2 separate regions of the Nothobranchius furzeri genome follow, and region 1 is linked to region 2. The links are chromatin contacts, called in public Micro-C maps. All regions are on one chromosome and are shown on one strand. The core of a region is the stretch at or near the end of the contact, and the rest is flanking DNA. Distances in the headings are between cores, read along the strand shown.

What was found. A called contact is a pair of places that touch in the nucleus more often than the background predicts.
Region 1: a contact with region 2 is called in a Micro-C map of tail fin, with 9 times the contacts expected there. The contact joins the promoter of svbp here to the enhancer-like site in region 2. A contact is called at or near these places in 2 of 2 Hi-C or Micro-C datasets (skeletal muscle and tail fin).

Annotation. Positions count from the first base shown.
Region 1 is chr3:2,620,853-2,625,707 of NfurGRZ-RIMD1, forward strand. svbp (small vasohibin binding protein) reads left to right here and starts at 3,418. Exons shown (of 3, transcript XM_015942485.3): 1 at 3,418-3,554; 2 at 4,620-4,744; 3 at 4,824-4,855. The coding sequence starts at 4,631.
Region 2 is chr3:2,235,517-2,240,051 of NfurGRZ-RIMD1, forward strand. cdc42 (cell division cycle 42) reads left to right here. Exons shown (of 6, transcript XM_015974343.3): 6 at 166-402. The coding sequence ends at 255. Among protein-coding and RNA genes, the nearest start is that of cdc42, 20 kb to the left of the region's middle. Within about 2 kb of position 2,130, at least 1 of the 3 cell types and tissues checked has an H3K27ac peak or open chromatin away from gene starts, as enhancers often do. A contact at or near this core is called in tail fin, where this site is marked.

The DNA of each region.
Region 1 (4,855 bases), core at 2,168-4,667, 390 kb after region 2:
AGGTTAACGAGGGGCAGGTGAGAACAATAAGGACTAATCAGGGCAGGAGAGAGACACAGTCAGGAAGGCAGGGGCAGATAGTGACAGCACCCCCCCCCCCCCACACCCCCCCACCCCAAGGGGCGGATACCAGACGCCCACAAGGCCACATAACACAGGAGACCCGGGAACACTTGACTCAGACAACTTGGAACACTTGACTCGGAGACTCGGGGACACTTGACTCGGGGACACTTGACTCGGGGACTCGGGAACACTTGACTCAGGGACTCAGAGAACTTGGAACACGGACACGTAGACTCAGGAACTCGGATACTCAGACACTGGAAACTCAAACACTGGGTTGGCAGAGCAGGGGCCTCTGAAATAGGCAGCACAACTCTGGTTCTGCAGAGTTCCATGAGCTCTGGTTTGGGCTGCAGTAGCAGGACTCGGAAGAGGCTGCAGCATGAAGGATCTGCAGGCGTAGGCCCCGCAGGCATGGACCAGGAAGTGGATGAGACTGCAGGAGCGACGCGAGGAAACACAGCTCGGCAGCAGGTACTCGACAAACTGAGCAGGTGCACATCACGATCCAGCTGGTTCCATCGGCGGAGGCTCAGGTGAAGGGAAGCAGACATGGAGCAGGAAGACCAGCCCTACCACTCTGAAGAACGCTGGCGTGCGTAGGGGGTTTTACCTCCATCAAAAAGCTCCAGGAAACAGCGGCTTCCGTGAAAAACAGGACAGGGCAGAACAGCAGGAGAGGAGAATGACCCCGACCACCCCGAGAACAGATAGGATGCGCCAGGATCTCCCAGAGGGCTCGACCACCCCGAGAACAGGTAGGATGCGCCGAAAAACAAACTCCAGGCCGGAATCTCCCTCCGCTGAAACGGGAGAAAAAGAAAAAAATAATCCTCCAGAACAGAATGTAACGCTCACCACAGGTCCAGGTTGGTCGGATCATTCTGTCATGTTGGGCGGAGTGGAGATGGTAGACCATGTGTGGTGGAGAGTTCAGGAGGCAGGAGAGCAGGCACGGATGAAAAAATAAAAATGGTTTTAATGGTGGAACGGGAGCGACAGGACAAAACAAGCACATGCACATACAATGATCCGACGAAGACTGGTACAAGACGGGAGGTATAAATACACAGGGAAAATTAGGAACACATGGGCAGGTTAACGAGGGGCAGGTGAGAACAAAAAGGACTAAACAGGGCAGGAGAGAGACACAGTCAGGAAGGCAGGGGCGGATTGTGACAATGTATTATAATTAACTTAGAAAAATAAACTTCTTTTTAATTATATACTTGACTCTGCCTGAATTAACCCTTTGATGCATAATGGTCACTAGAGCCCTGCACTGAAGCCCGGCCCGAGGGCCAACAACTGTGTAATTACCTCGGACACGGGCCGGGCGCCTTCATTTTAATTCAAATTCATAAAAAAAAACTGAAACACTTGAACGCAGCAGCACCTGCCTGCTTCTCACGCACCGTTAGCTCAGTTATGGTGTGTGTGGTTTATAAATGCGCCGATATAAATGATTATCAAACTGCTGATTGAAACGTGTGCCCCTGTTCTAATACGCCATTTTATGTCCACTTTGATGTCAGAAACATTCGTTTATCCTCATGAAAACGGCAGCAGTTTTTCTGTGAATAAATTTGCTCTGCAGTAAAAAATACAGCATTCATTGCTGGCTTATTTCTAACTGGAGAGCGCATTTTCAGAGCAGCAGATTAAATTTACAAACGCTAATTGGGGGGCGTTTATTTAATCTGCCGCTCTGAAAATGCGCGCTGCAGTTAAAAAAATTAGAATGCTGCTTTTTTTTCTAACAGCACAAGAGCGCGTTTTCAGAGCAGATTAAATTTACAAACGCATCCAATTAATATAGTGTTCGTAAATTTCATCTGCCGCTTGAAAAATACGCTCTGTTAGAAAAAAAAAGCTGCATTGATGCTGTTTTTCTGTCTTTTCTTTTTTTTTTTTACTGCAGAACGCTTCTCACAGATAATTAGAACGCAGAGCATCCTATCACACTAAAACATTATGAAAGGTTAAAAAAAAGTCGGGCTCGGGTCGGGCCAGAGAATCCTGAAATCCTTATTGGACCGGGTCGGGCTGGGACTCCACCCTCTCGGGCCGGGCCGGACACGGGCTCAGATTTTAGGCCCGTGCAGGGCTCTAATGGTCACTACAGTGGACAGGTACTCAAAATTGTTATTTATTTATTTTTGCTATTAAGCACGGCTGTTGAAGACTTTATTGCACATGAGCCCCTCCAATTGGACTTCAGTAAGGCAAGCCAACATACTTCATGTTCAGAATGCACGCTGTCCACCGAGGTGGACATGTAATAAATTATTTGTAAATTATTATATGTTATAAAAAATATTTGTTGAAATTCGTTTCATTCACACCTAAAGATGAATGAAAAAAATTGTTTAAAAAATCATGGTTGAAGATTTCATAATTCATGCATCAAAGGGTTAATACAAAGTGTGTTTATGGTCCCTGAACAAGCAAAGAATCCTAAACTCTACTGGTCAAACATTCAAAGATCAATCAATCTTTGAATTGTGTCTACAAAATGCAAGTTGAGATGAACACAAACTTCGGAGCTACTCTGTAATGTCATTCTGCTAACAAATTTTGAAATGTAGTCGCTTTTGTTCGTTTTGCAAAGGTTCAATAAAAGTTCTTTTAAAAAAATCTACGTTCTCCTATACTGCCCCCTAGTGGTAGACACCACACAGTTCTTGCTCTGACCATCCTGAAACATCTGTCCATCTGTTTTGGCACTGGACCATTGTCCAGTTCTTCCAGTGTCATATTTGTTGTTTGATCTTGAAACAAACTGCAGCAGATTTTCATGTTTGGCCTTACAGAAAACTGTACGGATGTGCAAAAGAAATCTGATTAGATATAGCTAAATAATCGATCTGATTATTTCCATGGCCAAGTTTTATTTTCATAAATATACATTTAGAGGCACTTAACCATGCATCATTGATTTTGAAAACGACAGCACATTAAATGTTTTCAGTGATCAGAACCCCCTAAAATCAAATCTAGGTCGAACAGGTTTAATCTTTTTCTGTAATCTTACATCGCTCCCTAGCGTTTGGACAAACCTACTTTAAATTGATCCTTTTGTAAAATCAAAAAGTTGCAAATTTTAGTATATTTAGTGAGTCTTTTTACTTTGTTTATTCTATTTTACTGTTTTCACTAAGTAGATCACCATCGTTCTGAATGTCACCAAAGATGAAAATTACGATTCTATCATTCCTTGTTTTTTGATGATGTGTGCAGATTTGCTGTTTCGAATGTCCTTTGCTTGATATAAAAATATTTGGAAATACAAAAAGAATGTTTTATTTCCCGGAAGTGACGTTGATTTCCAACGTTTTTGACAGGGGACACGTTTCATAGCAACACCGGAACTGTTGGCTACAGCTCCAGTTGTGAACCCGGATTTGTTTACCAGTGACACCGTCCTAGCTAGCAAGTGGCTACATGAAGATTCCCCTGACTTCGCTGTTTTGTTGTTATCAACGTGGGTAAGGACGCTGCTATCAGAATGTTGCAGTGTTAAAACACCGTCTTTCGTGTTTTTGTGTATTTGCTTATTAAATGAGACAAACAACGTGTTCTCCTGTAGACGGTAACGATGTTGTTTAAATTGCTGAGCTTACTTTGAATGTCTGGATGTTGAAACTCGAAATGTTAAATGACATCCAGGCTTATGTTTAATTATATGGATAATTAAACACCCGTTAAATCTGTTTTGGTCACATCAGGCCTGAAGCTGTTAGCTGCTGGGGCTGTTTCTGATGTTTAAAACTAGCCGTTTTAGCCCAATCCGGCAGGTGTTACAGCAAAATCTGTGATCTAGCGTAATCTGTGACTGTGGGGGGCGCTATTGTCTGCTTCTCATTTTCTGAGTCTTACAACGGCAGAAGAAGAAGAGCGCTTACGTAAACTGCGTAATTGTTCCAGCGGAGATTTGGGGTTTCACGGTTTCTTCTAGCGTTTGATTAACGTCGCAGTGACTGAAAATGTAATTTATGTTGAATACAAAAATATATGCTGGACTTTCTAAAGGCTGGCGGGTGTTGTTGGACGTTCTAAGCGTCCCTGCAGCAGCCTGGACTCACTGTTCGTTTTTATAGGTAGAAACTTCTGTCACCCAGGTGTAAATCCATAATATTCATGTAAAAGTTGAATAAAACGGTTTAATTTGGTTCCTCTGTCTCCTAAATAGAGTCTTGACATGTATAACAAGCTGGTCACCATTTTTATAGGTAGAAAATTATGTTACCCTGGTGTAAATCCATAATAATCATATATTAGTTGAATAAAACTGTTTAATGTGGTTCTCCTGTCTCCTAAATAGAGTCTGGCCTCCTTTGACTCAACTTAAGATCCTCCTAGAAAAAAATAACTTGCTGGTTACCATTTATTCTAGCTAAAAATTGCTGTGACCTTACTGTAAATCCATGTTATTTATCATCCTTCTCTATGGTTATTTGTGTGTGTGCATGCACAACAGCATGATAAGAACAAAAATAAACTTTATTCATCCTTTTAAGGTCAATAGTGACACCGGCTTCTTGTCTGATCAGGACCCGCTAGAATGGAACCTGCCTGCCGTAAGGACAAACCGAAGCTGAACACCACCCCGACCAGAGGGGACCGGGTCAAGCAGAAATCTGCACAACAGGAGCTCAAACAGAGACAGAGAGCAGAGGTGATCACAGCTCTTCTTCTTCCCAGCATCACGAATCTTCAGCAGCGTTAATAACCATACCTCTGTCTCTCCCTCCCAGATTTATGCTCTAAACAAGGTGATGACTGAGTT
Region 2 (4,535 bases), core at 880-3,379:
GAGCCCTCCATCAGCTGATACTGGTGAGAAACTGCAGCAAACATCCTTCAGAGTGACTGAAATTCATTTGAAGAAGCTTTTTATCCACCTGGCTTTTTCTTTGAGCTGTGTGTGTGTGTGTGTGTACCTCCCTTATTGTTTGTTTGTTTGTGTGTTTGTTTACAGAAAGGCCTGAAGAATGTGTTTGATGAGGCCATATTGGCAGCACTGGAGCCCCCAGAGCCCAAGAAGAAACGTAAATGTGTGCTGCTATGAGGGGTTGCCGCCTTTTCACAGCACACACACACACACACACACACACACACACACACACACACACACACACACACACGCACCTGTTCTCCTTTCTCTGCTAAGGCTAGCTGACCACACTGACCTCCACAGTCGAGACTAGACAGACGTGGTCGACCAAGTTTCAGATAGTATCATCAGTAATAAGCTTCAGCCGTCTGTGGGCTTGGACTCCTCCCACCAGCAGGCCCAGTAGGAACATCCTGATCCAGCTGGAACCGACCCGATGGCATCGGCCTAATGCTCAGCTGTGTAGTTGTTTGGACCCCCCCCCCCCCCCCGCGCTTCTGTTCTCTGAGCACACTCACCACCACCGTTAGGTTTGTGTGGTGTCGTGGTGTATTTGCCAACATCCCTGTCTACCTGGACCGCAGACGAGTTGAGTGCACATAGGTGAGTTCAGACAGGATGGTCCAGTCTGGTGGGGGACGCCCCACTGATCCGGTTACCAGCAGGCTGTCCTCGTCTCCTGGTCTGGGAGGCACTGGTGGCTCTGCTGGTCTACCCATCTGCCTTTTGATGCAGGGAACTTAAACAGTGTTAGTAGAACAAGTGGTGTGGTCTCCATGGTTACCGGGACCAAGGATGGTGAACGCTGACATCACCCTCCATGCTGAGCAGACACAGACTGGGGGGGGTGTAGCGGAGCCTTGGTCTCTGGTCTAAATGATGAGTTTAACAGATGTAATTATAATGTTGATGTAGGCTCCAGATGTTTTTACCATTTCCTTTGTTTTTGTTTGTGTTTTTTATTATATATAAAATATATAAATATATAAAAGTTTTCTTTCACACTTTCACATGTAGGGGCTGAAACTCACCTGAGCTCTGACCTGCTAGTTCAAACCAAACATCTGTATGACTACTGGTGGATCAGAGTTGGGTCGGCATCAGGCCAAAGTCCGTAGAGTTATTATTACCTGTTGTTTTGGTGCAGAACCAAATGCTTTGTCTAAAGTCTTTGTATTCATTCTTTTCAGAAATATTAAACTAATACCTTAATTGCCTTTGAAATGGTTCCCTAGTCATGTATGGCTCCTGTGATTAACATAAATCTGATGACCCCGTGTACAGCTGGAGGATGCCTGGGGCCTCGCTCTACCTAAGCTCAGCACTGCTCCTACAAATGTGCTCCGGTGTTTCTGGATCACATCCCGCCTCCTATTCACACCTTCTGCCATAAATGGTCAATGCAAAGCTATATTAGTATTCTGCTAATAAATGAGGCAGCTGAACGGCGGTATTTCATTGGTACCCATGGTGACCAGGACAGCAATTGAAGCTCTGGAGTGCGGCGTGGACAAGGCCATCTTCTTGAGCCCCTATGTGCTAGAATGACCCTTCACAGCACTGTTTCCTCACCTTTTTGACCTCTGAGCCCCCTGAGCCGTTTTCTCGTACCTCGAGTACCTGGTGATGGAGAAACCAAAGCCTTCCACACCGCTGGACCAACATGAAGCTAATGGTTCAGTGTTGTGAACCATTTGAACCCAGTTAAGTGAGTGACACCTGCTGGCCAGACTTCAACCTAGCATCAGCACGGCACACTAAAGGCAAGTGTGTCCAAATCTGTCCGTTGTTGTCTTAAAATCTGAAGGTAGGTGTGTTACAGAGTGGCTGTCCCATCAGAAAATACTACAGCACTTTATTCTCGCCCTGGTCCCCGAAAGGCCTTGAAACGGCCCTGGGTGTGGGACTGAGCTGTGAAGGTTTTACGTGCTTTTTCATTACAAAGTTAAAACCACATAGTGAGATAAATCTATTTGTCTGTCCAGCACCTTCTCTCGGTCCTACAGAAACCTGCTGCCGGCGAGCCCCCGGAGCACAAGACAAGTGGTGCGCCCCGCAGCGCATCAGGCACAAAGACAGCACGAGAGGATGTGAGCCGACACAAATGGTCGCGTGTTAAATACATTTTTTGGGGTGCATGGCGACACTTGAGAATGTTACTGTGGCCGTGCGCGGGACGGAGCTTCCTGGAGCGAAACTACCATCAGCACTCTGCATCCTCTCCACTCAAAACAACCCCCGGGTAATCCACAGAAATACGTAGTACAAGAAAAACCAGGAGCTTTTTCGGCCTCCCCCTGGGTGTTTTAGTTCAGCTCCCCTTAGCTCCCCCTGCAGTTGGAACCCTGAACCACCTCCCTCTGAATTCAAGGCTGCCCCGAAACGTTTGGAAAAGTCACGTGGTCTTCTGCACAAGCAAGGCGTCGACGTCTTTGACAACACTTCTGATTTGAAAGATCGATACAAGAGTCGAGCGTAACCACGAGCACCGCTTCAGTCAGTGCTGGCGATGCCCCAGAAGTACAGCCTACGATCTCCTTACTGCTGAACCACATCTCACTTCCTGTCTGGCTCAGGGTCCAGACTCCATGTGGAAGCTTTCTGGAGCTCTGCATCTGGGTCAGCACCACAGCTAGTTTCATTGGTCTCTGTGATTTCTGATCCGTGTTAAACTGGATCTTATCCATTCTGCATTCAGTGTGAACGAAGCTTCAGGCCCTCTCAGAAGCAGCTGCAGCCCTGCTCCGAGTGTTTTAGGTGTTTCCCTGCTGCCATACACCTGATCTAAATGAACGCGGGATTAACAGGTTTCTGCAGCATGTGATGTCATCGTAAGAAGGTAATGAAACGTGAATCAGGCGGGCTGAAGCAGAGGCAACCCATGATAAAAGCCGGTTAATTATTTATTTGGTTAGGACGACCATGTGACCTAAGATCTATATAACAATATATTATGTTCTATTTATGTCAAAAAGACTTTTCGTACATTCTCATACACCAGATGAAATTCAGAAGGACAAATGTTCTAAAAATGAACATTTAACGTTCTAAACTCATTTAAGCACAAACCTTTGATGTTGTTTTATGTTGTGTTCATTCTCCACACAAAGCAACACAAATGAATAAAGATGAAGATATTTAAATGCTAAATGTGATGTAAAAACAATTCTTTCTACTTTACTGATTCAGTTAATCACTTTTCATGTTTTTCAATTCCTCAGAAGTTAAAGGTGGAAAACGGTTGTACCAGAGGAAACACTGTCCTGGTGGAAGCTGAGACTCCAGAACGTTTCCTCCTCAGTCAGGCCCATCACGTCTTTTAGATCCAGTTCCTACTTCAGTTTTAGCCATTTTATGTATATTTTAGATATGAGATTTTAACCGTGATCTTCCTGCCGCCTTTAAAGGGGCGGTGGTGATGCTCCTGTTGAAGAAGAGCAATTTAGATTTTAGCGATTTTAACAACTTCAGACCAACATCTAATTTAGCGTTCTTAAGTAAAATTTTAGAAAAGCTTGTTTTAATCCAGCTTAATGATTTTATTAATGCACATACTGTCCTTGAGTTATTTCAGTCTGGTATTAGAGTAAACCACGGCACTGAGACGGTGTAGCCCTTTGAGGAGTTTGAAATGATCTAAGAATAAATCACGAACAGAAGGTGGTAGTTCTGTTCTTCTGGATCTAAGCGCTGCCTTTCATACAGTGGACCACAACGTTAAACACATCGGCCTCTCTGGTGCCGTCCATAAATGGCTTATTTCTTTTTATGGTAAGTCTAGATACCTTCTGTTCTAAGACCTGTGAGATTACATGTGGTGTGCCCCAGGGTTTGATTTTAGGCCCAGTGGTTTTTAATCTCTATGCTTCCACTTGGTGGTGTCTTCGGGCGACAGAGTGTTTCACAGTTATGCAGATGATACACAGTTGTACATCTCTGTGTCTCCCGATGACGTACTATCATTGGATGCCCTTTTTAACTGCATGTCAGATGTTGAATCCTGGATGACAGAAAACTTTCTCCAGCTCAACCGGGACAAAACTGAAGTTTTAGTCACTGGTCCTGAGACCCAGAGAGAGAAACTTCTACCTAAGCTACAGTCACTAGCTCTTAATCCATCTTCTCAAGTGAAGAACCTGGGCGTGATTTTTTACTCTGAGCTAACTTTTGTCCCCACATTAAGAACATCATAAAAAATAGGTTGTTATCACCTGAAGAACATCACCAAAGTCCGCCCATTCCTCTCTTGGGCCGATACAGAGACGCTGATGCCCGCCTTTATCACCAGTAGAATAGACTACTGTAATGCCCTGCTTTCTGGTCTTCCCAAAGAGAGTACCTCAGGTTTACAACTTATTCAGAATTCAGCAGCAGCTCATGTCCTAAAAAAGACCAGGAGGCAGGAGCATTGCACCCGTCTTAAGCAAGATGCATTTGCTTCCTGTACATTTCAG